Linked DNA regions of Mus musculus: all the other regions are linked to region 1. Evidence: chromatin contacts called from public Hi-C, HiChIP or PLAC-seq and promoter capture Hi-C data. All regions are on one chromosome and are shown on one strand. The core of a region is the stretch at or near the end of the contact, and the rest is flanking DNA. Distances in the headings are between cores, read along the strand shown. Region 1 holds the start of Rpl3 (ribosomal protein L3). Region 2 holds the start of Card10 (caspase recruitment domain family, member 10). Region 3 holds the start of H1f0 (H1.0 linker histone). Region 4 holds the start of Slc25a17 (solute carrier family 25 (mitochondrial carrier, peroxisomal membrane protein), member 17). Region 5 holds the start of Sh3bp1 (SH3-domain binding protein 1). Region 6 holds the start of Nol12 (nucleolar protein 12). Region 7 overlaps Triobp (TRIO and F-actin binding protein).

Region 1 (2,700 bases), core at 166-2,665:
AAAAAAAAGGAAGAAAAAATAATTCTTCTTTTGGGACTGGAGGGACGTCTTAGGAATTAAGGGCTCTTGCAGAGGACCAAGGTTTGGTTCCCAGCACAACAACCATCTGTAACTCCAGTTCCAGAGGGTTCCATACTCTCTTCAAATCTCCCCGGTACTGCACATATGTGGTGCACGTGCATAAATGAGGAAAGCACTCATAAATATAAAATTAAAAAGAGCTTATTTAAGATATTCTTAAGTGGCGCTCCTCCACTTTCAGAAATTATTTTTTAAATTTTAATAAACCTATGTTGCTGTTCGAAAAATAAATTCATTAAGAATCTTGATCTGGAGAGATGGTTCAGAAGTTAAGAAAACTTGTCATCCCACGGGACCCAGGTCTAGTTCACAGCATTAACAACGGTCCAGGGGGATCTGACACTATTTTGACTTTTTTTTTTTTTTTTTTTAGATTTATTTATTTAGTGTATATATGAGTATAGAGGTCACCTGATCCCATTACAGATGGTTATAGGCCACAATATCGTTGCTGGGAATTGAACTCAGAATATCTGGAAGAACAGTCAGTGCTCTTAACCATTGAGCTATCTCTCAAGCCCTTATTTTTTTTTAAAGATTTATTTTTATTTTATGTATATGAGTACACTGTCGCTGTCTCCAGACACATCAGAAGAGGGCATCGAATCCCAGTACAGGTGGCTATGAGCCACCATGTGGTCACTGGGAATTTAACTCAGGACCTCTGGAAGTGCAGTTGGTGTTCTTAACTGCTGAGCCATCTCTCCAGCCCGGTTTGACTTCTGAAAATGTCACGCACGCCCGTGGCGCACATTCGTACACACGGGGGGGGGGGAACCTCACACATTTGTAAATCTGAAATTAAGAACAAAATATGAACGGGACATGACATCTGGAGACTGAATTGGCAGAGACAGGACTTGAGGGAGATGTGCCCGAAATCATGGCGCATTAAAGGCATGGCTTGATTGGAAGACTGAGAGCAATGTTGGTGATCACATCAAAATCACTGGTTAGGTAAAAGAGCAGTTTCATTCAGTCTATCTTAAGAGCTCACGAGAACAACGCAGTCAGTTGTCTCACACTAAGCCTGCTTCAACGCCGTTGTTTTCGTTGCTGTGTGGGACTAGCCCTGTGTGATTCCGTTCTAGAAGTGAGAGGAAGCACAATGCCTCCATTTTTCTTCATTATCATGAAATTTGGCTGCTGCAGAACGCCGTAGTTCTTTACATTCTAAACCTCAGCGTCGACGAGGCGTTTCGCTAAGCTTGAACCCAATCATTCTCCGTAGACCCTATTTGTCAATCCTAGTGGGCGGGAAAAATGTGTGTAAAATGACATTCGATGCGCGCCCTTCGACCCGACGCCTATGCGTCAACACGTTCGCACGCTCAGGGGGCGGAGCCATCACTTGGCTTTATATAGCCTGCACTGGCTCCTGGTCGCTCTCTATCTGCGGCGTGTGGCGGCGAGATGGTACGTATGGCCATGCTGCCTTCTAACTTGGTCTCCTGTGGGCCTGGCTTGTATTCACCTCCCATCGGCGCCATCCCTGGCTCGCCAATCCTGAAAGGATGTAATAGGGGATCGATGTGAGGGCCGCGACCGTCCGGAAATTCAGGGACCTTAACGGCCTTACGGAGGATGTGTGTGGGACCGGCCTGGGCCTGTGTGCGACCCATTTGATATCAGCGTAATCCTAAGGGACTTATGGAATGGGCTGTTTTGTGCTTAATTCGAGGGTAGTGGTCAGTCTGGTAGGGATGGCCCAGGTCTTTAGGAATGCATTGGTTAAGTGGAGAAATTTGGCAAATCGGGTCGGGTCTCCATTTTGGAATGTTATAAGAGTGGAAGGTGCATCTCTAGAGTTCTCAGAAGCCACAAATGATGAACCTTTTGACGGGCGGACAGAAACTCTGTGCTGAATGTCAAGTTCTGATTTGGCTTTAGGAGGGAGTGTTTGAGGCCGACTTGCATTAGACTCCATCTTGATACGCCATGTTGCCATTTAGTCACATGGGATACTCTTGAAAGTTCACCCATCGAGGTTTTAGTATAACTAAGCTGTTTTGTGTTTGAAAGGCATGGAAACTAAAAGCATTAAGCTGAAGTCTTATTGCAGTCTGTCCTCTGATACAATTCCTTTAAATGTGGAACCCTCCTTTGGGCTTGATTGGAAGACTGAGAGCAATGTTGTGATCTCTCCCTTTACCTCAGTCTCACAGGAAATTCTCAGCTCCCAGGCATGGGTCCTTGGGCTTCCTGCCTCGCAAGCGCAGCAGCCGGCATCGTGGGAAAGTGAAGAGCTTCCCTAAGGATGACGCTTCCAAGCCCGTTCACCTCACAGCCTTTCTGGGTTACAAGGCTGGCATGACCCACATCGTCCGGGAAGTTGACAGGCCAGGATCTAGTATGTACAGTACTTCCTTGTCCAACTTGGGCTGTGTGTAATTTTGCCTGTAGTTACAGTAAATTCCCAAAGGAGCACAATAGCTTCATCCTGGGGTGCTTTGTGGTAAGTCTAGAACAAAGCCTGACTTAGTGTGGTAGTGCCCACACTAAGGGAGCCTAGAAGTGTTTTGGCCTAGCGAAATTTAACACAGATTCCTGTGCAGAGTCCTGTTGGGGTAGTTGGTTGTTTCCATGCCAGTGCCTGTTATCAACCCTAGGTACTCTGAA
Region 2 (2,700 bases), core at 200-2,699, 1.3 Mb after region 1:
ACCGAGCCTGGGGAGGGGAGAGAGGCCAGGGCGGATCCAGTGTGTGGCAAGTTCTTGCTCTCTCTGGGCCCCTGCTTCCTCCTTTGTAAAGGGATAGGTTTGCATTAGAATTCAGTCCTTTCTACAGAGCTGCTTCTGCAGGTGAACTGGTGATACTCCAAACAAAACCAAGTCAGCAAAAGTCTGTGGTTCTTCAAGGCTGGGAAAGGAACTAGGTTATGTAGGTAAACTAGTTTCTTTACTGCAGGGGCTGTTCAGGGGTTGTGGTCAACCTTGTTTCCTTGGGTGAGTGATGCATCTAATTCGGAAAGTATGGGTGGCTTTGGGGACCTACACATCTTTCCAGATCCTCTGTGTCCTCTTAACCCTGTTCTCGCCACCCCGAGGGCACTTTCCAGTGCCCAGAGAGCTTCTAGCATGTGACTACAGGACCTTATTGTGGGAGTATTAGTCTCCAAGGCAGAAGGGAGTTTTGACGCTGCCTTTTCAAATGTAATTGATTTTAACCACACTCCCTCCCACCCCGCAGGAACGGCCATTTAGAAATGCAAGCATCCTGGTCCCCGTGTGCCATCAACTTGACTCAGGAATGAAAGTGCAGTCAGTCTGGACACTTGCAGGGACTGACTCCCTTCTTTGGAAAGGTGCCCATGACCCCTCCCCTCTGCTGCCCACACAGGCTGTCCTGGGCTTGGTGAAAGATGTGAGCTCTTGGCAGCGTGTTCGGGAACACTGAGACTGTGGAGGGGCAATTGTCCAGGTCACCGGCAGATAAGAGGCCTAGCTGGGAACAGGATGCAAATGAATGCAAAGCTGAGACACACACAGAGAGAGACTCACAGCTGACCGGGGCTTTCAAGTGCCTAGGCACAGGGTGTTTGTGGGAGGGAGAGGCACGTGAGTAGTCTGTCTCCGGTCGAAGTCCTGCTCAACACTTGTAAGGCCATTATCCCAGAACATGGACACGTGTGAAAGTTCTGCTAGCTTCTGAGGCCCTGTCCCACACTTTGCAGATATTTCCTGAAAGACAGATATGTATTATGTGACTTTCAGCAGAGTGAATATACCTACCATGCGAGTTTAAGTGGGAATGATGGGGCTCTGTATATGAGGTCCGAGCCCAGAGCTCGCTAAGTTGGTGTGACCTGTTGACTTCAGGGCGTGTGTGGCTAGTGGAGCGGACACTTGTCGCGTTCAGGGTTCCGGGTGGCCAGCTGCACCGGGAGTCGGGCTTGTAGAGGGTGCAGGCTGGTGTTGTGCTCATGGTGGGGGACAAGGTGAGCAGCAGCGGCGGCAGTGGCCCTGGCGGTGGCGCGCGGGGTGTGGGCGCGCGCGTGGCGGCTCCGCCCCGTCGGGGGCCGGGCAGGTGTGGGAGGGCCGTGCGGACCCCGCCAGGACTGGCCCGGAGAGCCGGCGGGAAACAGGAAGCGGGGGTGGGGGGTGGGGAGGCGCGGCTGGCCCGCAGAGCGGCCGGGAGGACGACCGGAGCGCAGCGGGTCGCGGGCAATGTTGGGTGGCCCGGGAGGCCGCCGGGCTGGGGGCGGAGCCAATGACCCCGAAGGCACCGCCCCGTCGCGCCTCCGGAGCCGTCGGCCGAGCACAGAGCCGGGAGCTCAGGGCAGCTGCAGCGCCCGTGGTGAGTGCGGGGAGGACACGGGCGGGACAGCAGCGTGGGGACGTGAAAGGACGCCGACGGGACGCCCGGGAGGACGCGGGCGTGACCTCTCGGGGACCCGGGAGGGTGCAGGCAGAGCAGCTTGGGATCCCGGGAAGACGGAGCCCGACAGCGCCGGGACCCGCGGGCGACGCCCAGGTGCGGTGACCGCGGCTCCGTGCCCACCGTGCTTGTCGCCCGCAGGCTCGGAGGACGCGGCCATGCAGGGCCGGGCGGACGCGGGCGAGGCTGACGAGGAGGCTGGGGCGGGTTCGGGGTCGGAGGCCGAAGAGGACGCGCTGTGGGAGCGGATCGAGGGCGTCCGGCACCGACTGACGCGCGCCCTGAATCCGGCCAAGCTCACGCCGTATCTGCGCCAGTGCCGCGTCCTGGACGAACAGGACGAGGAGGAGGTGCTCAGCACCTACCGTTTCCCGTGCCGCGCTAACCGTACCGGTGAGCCCGCCGCCAGGGGTTTCCTCTCCCTTCCTAGGCCCGCTCCAGAGCAGACAGCTGGATGTGGTTGCCGGTGCCGATGGCGACCCCTGTGGGATCTTTACTGTGCTCTTTGACCTCTCTGGTTCTCTCTGTCCCATTTGTGTATCCCTTAAAGAATCAGTTTTTCTCAAGAGCTCAAATCCGGGCTCAGTTCTCCGAGGCTCCTCTCCCACTGGGCGTCTTTGTACCAGGACTGTCAGAGGGACTAAAAGTATCAGGGAACTTAAGTCAATGAGAGCATTTTGCCTGGGAAACGCAGGCATCCGATGCCCCCGGGCATGCGTAACGTGTGTGTGTGTGTGTGTGTGTGTGTGTGTGTGTGTGTGTGTGTGTGTGTGTGTGTGTAGGGGTTGCTGGGGACCTGCTCCAGTGCAGGTGCTCTGGGGAGGGTCTGGTGTTCCTAGCCAGGGCAGACTGAGCTTTGCTCCCTGATGTGTTGGGACAGGCCCCGGTGTGTGTCACAGCCCAAAAATCTGGGGAACGTAGGCCCTGGAGCATTGTCGGGGTGGAGAGCAGGGGCACTGGGGGAAGACCTCATCCTGACCCCT
Region 3 (2,700 bases), core at 61-2,560, 1.1 Mb after region 1:
CGTCTCCATCATTACAAAGATGAGGTCTGTTTGCTGTCCTTGCACAATAGGTTAAGGAAAAAGGAGTCATTCCACAATGTCTGTATGAGGGATCCAAACTCTGTCCTCTTTAATAAAGTCAGAATAGAATGGGCAAAGGGTTGCAGATGGAATCAAGTGAGGAAATGTATTTACAGAAAACAGGAGGGAGGAAGGAGTGTCCCCAAGCAAAGTCTTCACTTCTTCTTGCTGGCCCTCTTGGCACTCGACTTGGCTTTGGGCTTCACGGTTTTGGCCTTCTTGGGTTTGGAGGCCTTGACTGGTTTGACTTTGACAACCTTGGGCTTTTTGGCTTTCTTGGGCGTGGCAGCCGGCTTCTTCTTGGCCTTCTTGACAGGGGTGGCTTTGGGTTTCTTGCTTGGGGCTTTGGAGGCAGCCTTCTTGGGCTTGGCTGCCTTCTTTGGAGTGGCCACTTTCTTGACTTCCTTCTTGGTCTTCTTGAAAGCCACCGACCTTTTGGGCTCATCGCCCTTGGCCAGCCTGAAGGACCCCGAGGCGCCCACCCCTTTGGTTTGCTTGAGAACACCGGTGGTCACTAGGCGCTTGATGGACAACTTGATCTGGGAGTCGGCGTTCTCACCCACCTTGTAGTGGCTCTTGATATACTTTTGGATGGACTGGCGCGAGGAGCCGGCACGGTTCTTCTCTGCCTGGATAGCAGCCACGATCATGTCTGAATACTTGGGGTGGTCCGTGGACTTCTTGGAAGCCTTGGCCCGTTTGGGCTTCGCCGCCGGGGCGGAGGTGGAGTTCTCGGTCATGGTGGCCGGCCTGCTCCCACTGTTCAAGGAGCCTTCCGATGGGCCAGCCCTCGCCGGAGGCTGTGCAGAACCTGACTCGCGATCTGCTCTCCCGCTCCACTAGCAGGCCAGACGCAAGTGCGGCTGCCGGGGACGCGGGCTACGCGTGGCTCCTGTCCTCCCGGCGCGGGTCGCGAGCTGCTCTGCGCTCCCAGCCCCCACCGTTCGGTCGCTCGCCCGGCGCCTGGCGCTGCCTCCGCCTCCACAGCCTCCCTTTTCCCAGCTCTGCGTCTGGCGCTCGGGCGGCGCATCCGGGTATTTAGCGGCGGCGGGCGGACCGCGGTGAGGACTGGGCTGCTGGCTGCCTGCTCCCGGCCCGGAATGGCGCCGCGCTGCCGCCATCTGTGTTTCTTCCGCCGAGCAAACTCGACCTTTCCCGGCGGCCCGGGCCTTCCCGCTGCCCGCCGTCTCTCGAGGTCTCTGCCCGGCTCCCTAGGCTTCCCTTCTGGGGACCCTGGCGCCCCGGCCGCCGCCCCCCGCGCCCGCCACGAGCCTCAAACGGCGCCGAGGAGCGCTGGGGCGCCGGCACATTTCCCCTTTGCGGGGGGCTGGCTCTGCGGAGCCGGGGAGCCCCGGGGCTTGAGACCCCCCGTCGGAAAGCTCCCCCCTGGGACTACCAGGAGCCCCACTCCCGGATGCCTGCGGGGTCCCCCAACCTGGCGGAGCGGCTCAGAAGCGGCCCCAACTAACACACGCGGCCCTGAGCTGGGCGACTCCCAGCCGGGCCGAGTCGGGACAAGGGGGGAGGGGTCGCCTCCCCAGGGTCCGGTCACCTCTCGGGGGTCACCCGACCACAGCTCCTCTGACACCCCTACCCCCTCTCTGCCTGCGAGGCCCTCAAGGAAACTTTCCCTGAAAGAGTTGGAAGGGCACTTTCAAACTTTGTCCCTTCCCCCTCTTGAGTCGCCTTCTCCCCTCGATGCACCCCCGGACCTCGGCGAGTTGATTGCTCTCTGAGCCCGAGCCCCCCAAAGCTTCCTGGGACCCCTGGAAGATGCGGACAAGCCTCCCGGGCGGCCTGCTCTCCTCAAAGACCCCCCACATCTCCCATGTATCTGAGTATGAGTTCATTTACATGCCTGCCTTGTTAGCTAGGGAGTTTTGGGGATGTAAGAAGCAGGACCACCACCCCCCAGGCCCACCCTAGGGGTGAAGGTCCCCTCTCCCACTGGCCTCTTCAAGGTGGGGTGTGGCTTGATGTGTGTGCAGTCTCTATCATAGGTGCTGTCCAATGGCTCTGATCAGACATCCTGGGGACCCTTAGGATGCGCAGAGGCTCCTTGTGCTTTTAGAGACTTGGAAAAATGGGGCGCAGCGGGAGAAGCCGAGGAGAGAGTTCTCCTTTCCCTGGTCGTGACTTAGGTGTAGGAGGTTTGCAGTCCACCAGGGAGCCGTGGTCCCGACCACCGCCATTTTGCTGGGAAGATGCCATGTCTTTGTTAAAATGTATCCATCTTTCCCGCCCTGCTTGGCAAAAATCCACCAAGTGAGCAAGGGGCGCCACCATCTGTAGTCCGACCTGGGGCTGTTGGGAGTCCTAGGCTCCGAGAGAGTTTAGAGGCTCCGAGATTTGCCGAAGAGACCCCCAGAGAGCCCAGAACCTCTTGTCTGCTGCAGACATCCTACTCACAATGTTAGGACCTCTTGGCAGCGGCTCCGTAGGGTTCTGGTGGTATTGCCTACCTGAGCTGGATCCCCGGACCCTGGTGTTTTTATTCCCTAGCAAAAAGGCACGAAAGTGTTTAATTAAACATTAACCTGGGAGTGGGGAATTGTAGCTGATCAAGATGAACTAACCTCTGCTAAGGCCTGGGGCTGTTTGTCACACCAGAAGGAGCAGCTTAGATGAGGGAGCTTTGAA
Region 4 (2,700 bases), core at 78-2,577, 1.3 Mb before region 1:
TCAGCTCCTGCTTCCTGACCTGCTTGAGTTCCAGTCCTGACTTCCTTTGGTGGTGAACAGCAATGTGGAAATGTAAACTGAATAAAACCCTTTTCTCCCCAACTTGCTTCTTGGTCATGATGTTTTGTGCAGGAATAGAAACCTTAAGACTATCACAGTGGAAGGGTAAAATACTGACTTTGCTTTTAGATTTACCTTTATGTGCATGAGTGCATTTATGTAAGCAGTCCTGGATTCTTTCAGAGGACAGAAAGCTGTGGCGTCTGTCCCGAGGGACATAGAGGGTTGTGTGATAGCAACTGAAGAGCAAGCGTTCTTAGCTGCTGAGCTATATCTATACAGCCCCAAATTGTCAGTTTAAACAAACTATGCTAGAGGTTTAACTACCGGGCCTCAGAGCCTTGATTCTATATCTCGCAGCGGGTGTTGGGATGGCTGAATGGAGAAACGAAGGTTGGAGATATTGACCCACCCCCTTATCTATGGCTATCAGCTTATCCTGGAGGGTTGCTTTTGTTTTGACGCTGTTTCTATAGTTCTGGCTAGCCAACTCCACTTCTCAGCATCCATGGTACTGGGATTACAGGCTACGTTTTAGGGTTTAGGTCTGTTTTGGCTTTTGTTTTGAGACGAGTCTCAGCCCAGGTTAATCTCAAATTCTCTCTGTAGCTGAGGGTGACTCTGTACTAAATTCTTTTAACAAAATTATTTAGTCGTGTGTGTGTGTGTGTGTGTGTGTGTGTATGTCTTAGTGTGCGCGGAAACCCGAGAAGGTCAGACCCCCTGGAACTATACTTGCTTGGGATACTGGGACCTAAACGAGGATCCTCTGCAAAAGCAGTACTTGTTCTTAACTGAGCCAACTCTTCAGTCCCCAGATCCTCTTTCCACTTCCTGAGTACTGTGTTTACTGGTGTTTATGGTTTGCTGGTAGTCATGCTAAGCAAGCACTAACAACTGAGCCTGCCAACATATATTTTGCAAGGAACTGGGGTGCAGGAGTCATTAAGGACTTTTATGTCCTCCCGTTTTATGGGCTTGACTAACCAATTTAGTGTGCAAGCACACTGACAGACTGAGGGGCTAGGAACCTTTGCAGGGGGTGCTCAGAACACAGATCCTTCCATAGCCACTGAGCATTGCTCCGCCCCTTGACCGATCCGGACCAATCGATGTTCAGGGGCGTTCCTGGGCATTTCACACTCGCCTCCCCGGCTGTTCTCCCCAGCGAACCAGGGCAGTCTGTGACCCGGAAGCAGTCGTTCTGGTGGAGGCGGGGGAGACTTCTGAGAGGTGGGGCTTGAGACGGTCCTTTCACGAACCCGCACACTCTGAGGCGCCTGAGTGAAAAGTGTGGCACCATGGCCTCTGTGCTGTCCTACGAAAGTCTGGTACACGCCGTGGCCGGAGCCGTGGTGAGGAGGGGTTTGGGGCTTCGAAGTAAATCTCGGGATGGGTCGGGGAGAAGGGCACGGGGGAGATGTGGGGACCGAATCTGTCACAACTGGAACGAAAAGGACGGGCATAAATGGAAAGTTGCTGCTACAAGAGGGAGGGCGAGGCCAGGAGCCACCCTCTGCCGCAGTCCCCTCTGGACTTTCCCAGAGACTGTCTGGACTATCAGTCACAAAGGTCCAGAGGGAATAGGGAAGAAGATAATTGCTATTTTCTTTGCCTTCTGAAGTTTAAAAGTTTAAGGCCAACCCTTCCCTTACCCAACTCTCACTGCACACAAACTTCGTCCAAATTGGTCCTGCGGAAAAACTAAGTGTGAAGATGGGGTGCTTGCTGTAAGTCTACTGCCAGCCTGGTGTCACACCTTATCCCAGGCAAGTGGCAATAGCTAATGGAACATTCCTAGTCAGCCTTATTGCCAGGAAAAGATAGGGTGTTTGTTTGTTTATTTTTTAAGTCAAGATCGGTGGTGTTATGTACTACCTGTATAGTTACTGTGAGTTAAGTGCTTTGTTCTTCGATTTAGAGGTATCTAAGTTCCTTCCATTTGACACTTCCCTTTTCCCTGAAACTTCACATTCTTGGCACAGGTAACATTCCTCCTCTGGTTCTTTTCCTCAGACTGTTTCCCATGTTCTTCCCTAACTCCCAGCATGTACCTTTAGCCATGTAGAGTCACCGTGGACCATTCCTATCCATTCAGACAGCTTATGTTCCGGTGAAGAGTAATCTGAGTTTTTTAATTCCAATTCTATCATATGTTTACCAGGTAATCTCAAATCTCACGTTTGTAATCTATGAAGAGGGAAGAAAATATTACACTTTTCTTCTAGACCTTGAGAAGTAGGTGAGGGAATATTACATGGTGTCTTATTCAAAAGAGTCGCGTTCCTTTAAATCAACCAGAAGTGCCTTTTGCTCGTTATGAAAGAACTGGGGTGGAAGTTTGTTGTGACATGTTTTCAGTTGGTCATAGGGACCTGTTTGACTGAAGTGGAAATGCAAATGGGGGGCCAAATGATTCATGACTTTGTGTAGGAAAGGGTCAGTGGTTGCACTTACTGATTGACATTTCAAACCCGATCCTCTCTGCTGCCCTGTGGAGAGTAGAATACGGAAGGCACATCTCTCTCAGGCAAGAGATGGCTGTGACCTATTGGTGGAAGGGGTAAGAGAGCATTTGCCTGGAATGGATTTATAAGAACCACCAGGATTTAATGATAGCTTGGGTGTAGCTTAGGGTTG
Region 5 (2,700 bases), core at 100-2,599, 1.2 Mb after region 1:
AGTCTGGGTTAGGGAACCCACTGCCTCCCTCTAACCCCTGCACATGGAACCTGAACCCAAGATGCTTCCAGGACCCACCAAGCCTGGGTGGCCCGTCCACATCGTAGCTGGAGCACATTCCATGGTAGTTAAGAGGATGCATGCCTGCTTCCTCCTCCACCCAGGGCTGTGTCCTGGGAGAGGGTGGACCCATGACACCGAAAAAAGCAGGAGGGAGCTACCCAGGGCCCAACTTCGGGACAGAGGAAAAGTTTCTCATCTCCCCATCCCCCTAAATAGTTTGCCTGGCCCGGAAAGAGGAGGCCTAAGCTGGCCCCCAGAACGGGAAGTGTGGAAGCTGGTCTCCGGGGTGGCCAGGCCCACAGGCATACGACATTGGACTGCAGCTGTGGGCAGGTCTGGGGACTCTGCCCAAGGATACATAGGGACATGGGTTCAGGGCAGAGTGGCTTGGCTTCGTAGGTACATATAAGTGTTTGTGTCACTGCAAGGTCTGGATCAAGTTTCTGGATACACGGTCACCTCTCTGGGCCCAAAGAATGGGGAACTCCCAGGCTGGGGAAGAGGGACAGAAAGAAAGGCTCCGAGAAACTCCCCAAACTTCCGCTCCCATAGTTTTGGGGCTGGGAACCGAGGAGACCAAGGGGTGTCTCTACCTGAGCCTACGAAAAGCAGAAGCAGGACCAAATGGCAGGAGGCCCCTGGGTTGGGGGAGGGGACGGACACCCAGAGCAGAGCAGGCCCCTCCTCCCCAGGCCAGAACACTGCCAGTCCCTTCCCCCAGGGTCTGGGGCCCCCGATCGGCTCCGTTCCTCCCCTTCCCTCCAGTTAGAGGTGGCTAACTGTTCCCATTGTCCGGAGGGGACAAATGAGGTTCCAGGCAGCGTCTTGGCTCAGGACGCATTCTGCTCTCTGCAGCAGCCTCTCCAACCGGGAATGGAGGTGCCTTCCCCCGCTCCCCCTCCACCGCCCGCAAAAGCCAGCTATGCTTGTGCGACCACAGTGACTTCAGACCCCAGGAAACGAGGTCAGGGCTCTGGCATGCCAGAGGGCCGCTGCCTAGATATCTTCGACCTCTGTGACCAGTTCCCCACTCTCCTGCGCTCGCTCAGGTCCTGCGAAACGATAGCACGGCTAGAAGCGGGTGACACTCACCGTCCCGAGCTGCCCGTGTGGGCCAGCTGCCGCATGCGGTGCAACTGCCTCTTCATCATCTTGGGTCCGGGCAGGGGGCCGAGGAGTCACCTTGGGGGTTGAGGCTGGCAGCCCCCGGCCCAGCCTGCTTCCCCGCGCGCTTCGCCCCGGATGGGTGGGCGGCGCTCTGGCTTCCTGGGCCGGCGCGCTCCTCTGGCTGGTGCTGGCGCTGGCGCGGGCGCTCTCCTCCCCCGCTCACGACTCCGCCCCCGGCCCCCAGGTCACTCCTTTCTCCAAGTTTGGAGTCTCTCTCTCTCTCAAGTTTGGAGTCTCTCTCTCTCTCTCTCTCTCTCTCTCTCTCTCTCTCTCTCTCTCTCTCTCTCTCTCTCTCTGCTTCCGGGCCTCAACGACCCCCGGGTTGTCCGACCCGCCTGCCGAGTGTCCGTCGGTCTGTCTCTCTGAGGTCCGCAGTTGAGTGCGGGCTCTTCCTTCCCGCAGCCTGTCCTGTCACCGCGGCGGGTGGCGGGAAGCAGGTAAGCTGCTCCTGCCATCACCGCCCTGGGTATAAACAACCTTTGCTCTCTTAGAGGGAAAGGAAGGCTGCCTAGAAGGGACAGGCCTTCAGGACCTGTGCAGGCCAGTCACTAGGGGATGCTGCCTGGGGACTTCTTCTCCACCATACTATTCCCTGACCATCCCCCTTGCCTGCTGGACCACTGGCTCAGAACTTGGGGTACCTGGGACTACCAGATACTAATGTCCTTGGATCAGTCCCCAAAATTCTGCATTCATTGTGTATAGTAGCTTGGTAGGACAACTGTCCTTGTCCAGTCTATGCCACAGGGTAAACAAGATACCCTGGTCTGCTTGGTCTGCTCGTCAGCCCTTGAGGTCCTGTCACTCTACACTTTAAAGAGTCCCAAGCTTTGACCGCTTCCCCTATTTGTAAAACTCTTTCTCATTTCTTTTAGCAAATGTCCCAGGCGCCTGCCCTTCCTTCTTGTCAGGCCTTGATATGTATGGGTGCTGCTCTGAACCCCCAAACCCGATTTTCTCTTTGAAATGTTCCGCTGAACACCAGCCTGAGCATACAATAGGTGTTCATAGCTACAGAGCAAGAGAGCCGGTGGGCAACTGCAAGCTGACTTCAGTATGCACCCTTCAGGCTTGGGAGGGGGAAGGGTGACTACAGGAAGCCCTGTGCACCACACCAAGCTTTGCTCTCTTAGTTTCAGTTCAGAGCCATACCACTTGAGCACCTACTGTGTGGGGGTAGAGAGTTGGTGTGCTCCTCAAAGACTTCCCTTTGCTCCAGACATCTCTGTGTACCCAGCACAGGTCTGGCACATGGTGTTCACTCAGCCGCTTTCCCCATTTAAGAAGTCCTATCGAGTGTGGGAGGAGCCCAGAGGGGTCCCAGCAGCTGCTGCAGCCAGAACATACTGGCCAGGAACAGCCACAGCCTCTCATCAGTGGAATCCTGGCTCTCTGATGGGGAGTTGAGAAGGCAGAGCAGCTTCCTTGTCTTTCTTTTTCCGATGGGAAGGAAGGCTGCTGCCCAGTGTT
Region 6 (2,738 bases), core at 110-2,609, 1.1 Mb after region 1:
CAGACAATGCAGTCACAAGTCATTCAATGACAAAGGTACCTTCGAGAAATGAGTTGTGAGTCCTTGCTGGACCATCAGAGTGTACTTACATAATAATCCTGGGTGGTATAACCTACCACACACCTATGCTGGAAGCTATAGTCTCAGTACGCGCTCCATCACTAACCAAACGTCACCTAGCTCACCTGGCCTTCCTGCCCCTTGCTAAGTACACAAAAGGCCAGGTGGTCAATACACAGAGCTGGTGGTCACTGTTCCCACACTGGCAAACTTTATTTCATAGGAGTCACTTCTAGTAAGGCTTTCTAATAATGCCTTCACCCAGACCCCAAAACTCTTTCACTGAACCAACCAACAACCAGTCCTCAAGGCCACCTGACTCCTGAACCCACCTGGGTCCTGTGTGGCGGGTCCTAGGAGTGCCCCCACCTTCCTGACTCGTGCTTCCTTCTTCCTGTCTAATCTCTGCTGTTCCTGAGTTTGCTGTATTGGAAGTTAATTACGCTTAGTACCTTATTCGAGCTAGGCAAATGGTCTAATAAATTAATTCGTTTATATTGTCTTGGAGACAGGGACAAATTGTCCAAATGCCCATACCGTTCTTGAACTTTCCCGCACAGGGTTTTACTTTGCAATCCTCCTGCCTCAGCATCCGGGATGGCTAGGATTATAGGTCTGCACTACCAGGCTTTGCAATTACGGTTTCCGTTGGTACACTACACCAGGGGTTTTAACTGTATTTTGCTACTGTTATGGATCGTAATGTAAATATTATCTCTTTTCCGATGGGTTTAAGGGGGTCGCGACCCACAGGTTGAGAGCCATCAGACCACAAGGTGCTATTTACGGTGACACTAAAAAGCAGTTCAGCCTCTGGTCTCAGGCTTGGCTGGCACGCAGTCTGGTGCGTGAATCAATGAACTAAACCTCTCTCATCCCATCGGCTCGTCCTTCGTCAACAACGACTGGGAGCCAGCTATGGGCTGTGACAATAGACGGCGCGGCACTCCGGTGGTCCAAGGCGCAGCGCTGAGAGCCGTAAACAGCGAGGGAGGAGCGGGCGACTCCATCCCCCGAGGTGGGGAAAGAGGAAGGCGAGCTCCAGCTACATCCAGGGGCGGGGCCGGAAGAACCCTCCGCGTGGGCGTGCGCGCCCTGTGCCTGGCGCGCTTCCCCCGGCAGCCCGACGGGAGTCTCTTTCCACCCTGCCACTCACCGCCGCTTCTCTTCATCAAAGTTGAGAACGAGCCGGGGCCGCCGGTCGTCTCCATCTCTTTTCTTCTTCTTCTTGTTGCGGCCCATTGCAGTGAAGCTTCCGGCAGCGTGGCCGCTTCTGACTTTAAAACACTTCCGGGTGTAGCAGTTTCAGATTTCCGGTAGGGCGCTCTTCGTGGCCTTGTTCCACAGTTCCGCAGATTTGGCTCCACCTTTTAAAGGAGCCTCCCGTCCTGCCTCAGCTTTGGTTCAGGTCTTCTGAACAATCCTCCCAGAATGGCTTCGGTGAGAACTAGGCTCCCCGATTCCATCATCTGACCTGCCTCGAACAAGCGCTCAATCTGGAGTTATTTATAAACCGCTAAGAATTACTGAACTTAATTGAATTCAGATGTCAACTCTTTCATGATTTCCTTGAGCGAGGGAAACTGCCTAGATGCAAACACTGGTATTCCTTTACAAAGTATGTGACTCAAAAGCAATTGCCCCCCTTTAAAAAAAAAAGATTAAATCATAAATTATGGGCTAGGGGAGGTGGCATACATCTTTATCCCAGTACCTGAGAGGCAGAGGCAGGTGGATCAAAGTCAGCCTAAGCTACACAGTGAGTTCCAGGACAACCAGAGCAGAGCTAGACAATAAAGAGACCCTGTCTATAAATAAATAAGTAAGATTAAAAAAATACTGTGCCTAAGTGAGTTTAGGTCTACTGTATGAGGACCTACAAGGCCAGAAGACGGTATGAAATCCCCTGCAACTAGAGTTACAGATGGGGGCTGGTGAGATGGCTCAGCAGGTAAGAGCACCCGACTGCTTCCGAAGGTCCTGAGTTCAAATCCCAGCAACCACATGGTGGCTTACAACCATCCCTAATGAGATCTGACTCCCTCTTCTGGTGTGTCTGAAGACAGCTACAGTGACTTACATATAATAAATAAATAAATCTTAGAGTTACAGATGGTGTGTGAGTCATGTGGGTACTGAGAATCAAACCTTGGTCCTCTATAAGACAAGTAGGCACTGTTAACCATTGGAGTCATCTCTCCAGCCCCCAAATTGCCTTTTTCTTTGTGTCTCACTTTCCTATTTATAAAATAGAGATCATTGTAGTGACTTTGTAAGGCTGTAAAGAGGTGGCCCTGGAACTCTGGCATGCACTTAAAGGCTTGCTGAAATCCAAATTGAGGGTTCAGGGTTCAACACACTTGGCAGGGCCCCAGAATGTCCATTTCTAGAACATTCTCTGGTGACCCTGAATATTGCTCCTGCGTGCAGCAAACTGAGAGCCGTGACTGTGGTGGGACAAGTGTGTCGGGTCAGAAGTGCATAACACAATATTCTCCCAGACTCAGTTGGTGCAGAGGGAAATCTCTGAGTTCGAGGCCAGCCTGGTCTACAGAGTAAGTTCCACGACAGCCAGGGCTACACAGAGAAATCCTGTCTCAAAAAACCAAAGCCAAACGGGGTGGGGGGAGAGCAGGGATTGTGCCAGTGATCAAATGTGAGCTAGATTGTCTGAGCTT
Region 7 (2,700 bases), core at 6-2,505, 1.1 Mb after region 1:
ATCAACTGAAGTATTTGAAGCTCATTCAGGACCACTCAAGATATCAGAGCTCAGCATAGCACGTGCCTTTCTCCAGTGCCGATGAAGGAAGGTACAGGCTCTGTGAAGTTAAATGCCTACAGGGGCAGTGACTAAGTGGGGCCAGACCTCTGCAAGTCTTTCTCTGCGTGCTGGCCTGACACAGGGTCAAGGACAAAGGCCTCTCAGACAGAAGGACTAGAAAGAGGCCTGGGGCAGGCAACTGAGTGTTGCTCCCCCATCTGTGCTGCGGGCTGGTTACACACATGTTCCGGTGTGAGAGTGCATTGGTTAACCCTCACATTTGTGATTCCGCAGTGTGAGTCCCTGCAGTACCTCTTTTAGGCTGGGAAGCCACATGGGAAAGGGACAGGCAGCCGAGCATCTCATGTGTGTCTCAGACGACTGCTGGCCACTTTCCTGGGATCCTAGTTGCCATCAGCCCACTGCTGGATCAGTGTGTCCTGGTGCAGCCCTCTTGGGGCTCCCCCAACACCACAACCCTGCCTAGGCTATTTCCTATTTTTATCCCATAGGGACATGATACGGTTTCTAGCATTTGAGGGTGATGCTTTCTACTTCTTCCCAGGGGTCTCCCCTGAGAAACAGGGTTTAAGCACCAAATGCCCAGAGTGTGAGTGTTGCCTTGCCATGTGTCTCTCAGCAAGGGTCACCACCTCCCCAGCCTTCACTGTTCTGACTCTACACTGGGAATGGCAAGAAGTCTAGATTTTGGGTCAGGCTACAGGTTATCTGTCGTTCCCCCCACCCAACCTGCTCCCTCCTCCCCGCCCGAGACAGGGTTTCTCTGTGTAGCCCTGGCTGTTCTGGAACTCACTTTGTAGACCAGGCTGGCCTTGAACTCAGAAATCCGCCTGCCTCTGTCTCCCAAGTGCTGGGATTAAAGGCGTGTGCCACCACTGCCTGGCACTCTTAAAACAATCTTGCTCCTGGAGTGGACTAAGGTACCACTTGGGAACTCAAGTGTCTCTGTGAAGTGAGGAGGGTTCTATGGATAATGGTTTCTTGGTTGTCTAGGTCAGCTCTGTCCCTAATTGTAACAGAAGATGGATGAAGCTCTGAGGGCCCCAGGTTCTAGGCCTGGGCTGCCCAGGGTATCACTCAGCCTGGAAGAGAGCTCACTCTTGTGGCTCCGACTCCCATCTGTACATGAGGGGCTGGGGCTGGCTGCCCTCCCAAGGCCCTTCCAGTTTGGACATTCCAAAACCCAGTGAAAGAGCATGAGTAATGGCCAGTTCTGGGTGGTGCCCATAATCCCTCTGCCCTCCAGGGACTTGGGGTAGGGAGGCCAGAAAGGGGTCACTGGCAGGGCGCCAGGCCTTGTGTGAGCCTGGCCAGCAGCCACTAAGGGATGGCAAGCAGGCAGCGGGGACAGAAGGCTGCGGGGAATTAAAGCGCGTGGGCAGGAAACACAATGCGATTCCCCTTGGCTCTGAGCCCTGCCCAGCATGCGGACCGCATGCAGATCTGATGCAGATCCGAGCCATGGGCACATGCAGGCAGAGTAGGCGGAAAGCCAGTTTAGCTCCCAGCCTCCGGCTTTGCCTGGCCGCTGAAAGAGCAGAGCTGGTGAACGGCACCACCTCAGCTATTTCCAAGGCCAGTCACAGTAGACTGGAAAGACGGAGGGGTGATGAACTAAGCTTAGAAGCTTCCGGCTCCTCACGCAGTCACCTCTGTGAGTGACTCTGTTCTCCATCATACCCATGTCACAGATCTGCTGACTGAGGCTGTGGTTCCACCGACAGGTCTGGCCTGTGTCCTGTGCCCTACTCTGTACTGTCTGGAAGTTGGTACAACTCAGGTACAACTCGGGAAGCCTTCACCCCAGACCCTCAGACTCCTGTCAAGCATTGTCATGAGGAAGGAGAGCCAAGATACTCCTGTCGAGAGCTAAAGATGGGATCTGGAGCGTGCATGGCAGGGAGGCTCCACCCTGTGCCTCACATGTTAAGACTCATGAGGAAGCCTAGAGCCAGCAACCTGTCCCTCCTAAGCATTCACTAAGCCTCTCCCTCGACCAGAAATTCAACTCCATTAGGGTTTTCACTGGCCCTCCCATCGGACCCCTTTACCCACCCCAAGAGCCTCTCCACGGAAGCCCTGCATCAGCCCGGCCAGTCCCTCCCCTCCAGTCTCCTACCTCTCCAGGCTCATCCAAGATTGACATCCATCCTTTCTTGAAGTTGAGCAGATCGGGCTACAGGAAGATGAGAAGGCAAATGGTCAGACTCAGTGTGAAAGCCGACGGGGCTGCTAGAAGGGAATGCGACAGTCATCCTGTCGTAGTCCTGGTGACACTGAGGTCCTGGGAGACCAACGGCGAGGGCAAAGGACCCAGAGAACTTAACTCTCCTCACCTACCCCCAAACCAAGCAGACTCCCCGCCACTGAGACAGCCTTAGACCTTTCCCCCAGCATCTCCCCCTCCCCAGGTGTCCAAGCTCCCCGGCCCTACCCAAGATGGGGAGAGGGAGAGACAAAAGGAACTTTTCCTATAAAGAGAGCCCCAGGGAATCCAGAGAGCAGCCTCGAGAAATAGCCTAGTCCTCTTCGGTAAGATCTAGGTGGGCCACGCGGAACACAACCCAATGTTCTGTCCAGGCCACCACTCCTACCCTTCCCTCATCTCCTAGAGACCCTGAAAGGTTGAGCCAGGCC

The links. Promoter capture Hi-C pulls out the DNA fragments that hold promoters and counts their contacts. Hi-C and Micro-C count contacts between places; a contact is called where the count stands out from the background. HiChIP or PLAC-seq counts read pairs in DNA pulled down with a chosen protein or histone mark. Capture Hi-C pulls out chosen DNA fragments and counts their contacts.
Region 2: an HNF4G HiChIP or PLAC-seq map of pancreatic cancer cells shows a contact between it and region 1. The contact joins the promoter of Card10 here to the promoter of Rpl3 in region 1. A contact is called at or near these places in 2 of 39 promoter capture datasets (both in liver) and 1 of 115 datasets of contacts at active chromatin or transcription factors (pancreatic cancer cells).
Region 3: a promoter capture Hi-C map of liver shows a contact between it and region 1, with 4 times the contacts expected there. The contact joins the promoter of H1f0 here to the promoter of Rpl3 in region 1. A contact is called at or near these places in 3 of 39 promoter capture datasets (liver and pre-B cells), 1 of 115 datasets of contacts at active chromatin or transcription factors (large pre-B cells) and 1 of 9 other capture datasets (adipose tissue).
Region 4: a contact with region 1 is called in a promoter capture Hi-C map of liver, with 2.8 times the contacts expected there. The contact joins the promoter of Slc25a17 here to the promoter of Rpl3 in region 1. A contact is called at or near these places in 10 of 39 promoter capture datasets (the 3T3-L1 cell line, 3T3-L1-derived adipocytes, the SN4741 cell line and 5 more), 1 of 15 datasets of contacts at CTCF or cohesin (large pre-B cells), 2 of 115 datasets of contacts at active chromatin or transcription factors (astrocytes and large pre-B cells) and 1 of 9 other capture datasets (liver).
Region 5: a promoter capture Hi-C map of the C10 cell line shows a contact between it and region 1, with 2.3 times the contacts expected there. The contact joins the promoter of Sh3bp1 here to the promoter of Rpl3 in region 1. A contact is called at or near these places in 1 of 39 promoter capture datasets (the C10 cell line) and 1 of 115 datasets of contacts at active chromatin or transcription factors (pancreatic cancer cells).
Region 6: a contact with region 1 is called in a promoter capture Hi-C map of pre-B cells, with 4 times the contacts expected there. The contact joins the promoter of Nol12 here to the promoter of Rpl3 in region 1. A contact is called at or near these places in 4 of 39 promoter capture datasets (the C10 cell line, liver and pre-B cells) and 2 of 115 datasets of contacts at active chromatin or transcription factors (large pre-B cells and pancreatic cancer cells).
Region 7: a contact with region 1 is called in a Hi-C map of B cells, with 6 read pairs. The contact joins the enhancer-like site here to the promoter of Rpl3 in region 1. A contact is called at or near these places in 3 of 39 promoter capture datasets (the 3T3-L1 cell line, liver and pre-B cells), 1 of 484 Hi-C or Micro-C datasets (B cells), 1 of 115 datasets of contacts at active chromatin or transcription factors (pancreatic cancer cells) and 1 of 9 other capture datasets (liver).

The regions. Positions count from the first base shown.
Region 1 is chr15:80,082,121-80,084,820 of GRCm38.p6, reverse strand. Rpl3 (ribosomal protein L3) reads left to right here and starts at 1,415. Exons shown (of 10, transcript NM_013762.2): 1 at 1,415-1,497; 2 at 2,239-2,431. The coding sequence starts at 1,495. Snord43 (small nucleolar RNA, C/D box 43) reads left to right here and starts at 1,915; the gene lies at 1,915-1,962.
Region 2 is chr15:78,801,791-78,804,490 of GRCm38.p6, reverse strand. Card10 (caspase recruitment domain family, member 10) reads left to right here and starts at 1,449. Exons shown (of 21, transcript NM_130859.2): 1 at 1,449-1,636; 2 at 1,859-2,110. The coding sequence starts at 1,507.
Region 3 is chr15:79,026,822-79,029,521 of GRCm38.p6, reverse strand. It overlaps H1f0 (H1.0 linker histone), which reads right to left and starts at 1,310. Exons shown (of 1, transcript NM_008197.3): 1 at 1-1,310. The coding sequence starts at 800. The coding sequence ends at 216.
Region 4 is chr15:81,359,392-81,362,091 of GRCm38.p6, reverse strand. It overlaps Slc25a17 (solute carrier family 25 (mitochondrial carrier, peroxisomal membrane protein), member 17), which reads left to right and starts at 1,327. Exons shown (of 9, transcript NM_011399.3): 1 at 1,327-1,415. The coding sequence starts at 1,362.
Region 5 is chr15:78,898,417-78,901,116 of GRCm38.p6, reverse strand. Sh3bp1 (SH3-domain binding protein 1) reads right to left here and starts at 1,349. Exons shown (of 18, transcript NM_001316684.1): 1 at 1,156-1,349. The coding sequence starts at 1,214.
Region 6 is chr15:78,933,554-78,936,291 of GRCm38.p6, reverse strand. It overlaps Nol12 (nucleolar protein 12), which reads right to left and starts at 1,359. Exons shown (of 6, transcript NM_133800.3): 1 at 1,217-1,359. The coding sequence starts at 1,302.
Region 7 is chr15:78,987,431-78,990,130 of GRCm38.p6, reverse strand. Triobp (TRIO and F-actin binding protein) reads right to left here. Exons shown (of 25, transcript NM_001039156.1): 13 at 2,183-2,239. Among named protein-coding and RNA genes, the nearest start is that of Mir6956, 13 kb to the left of the region's middle. Within about 2 kb of position 1,255, at least 109 of the 459 cell types and tissues checked have an H3K27ac peak or open chromatin away from gene starts, as enhancers often do.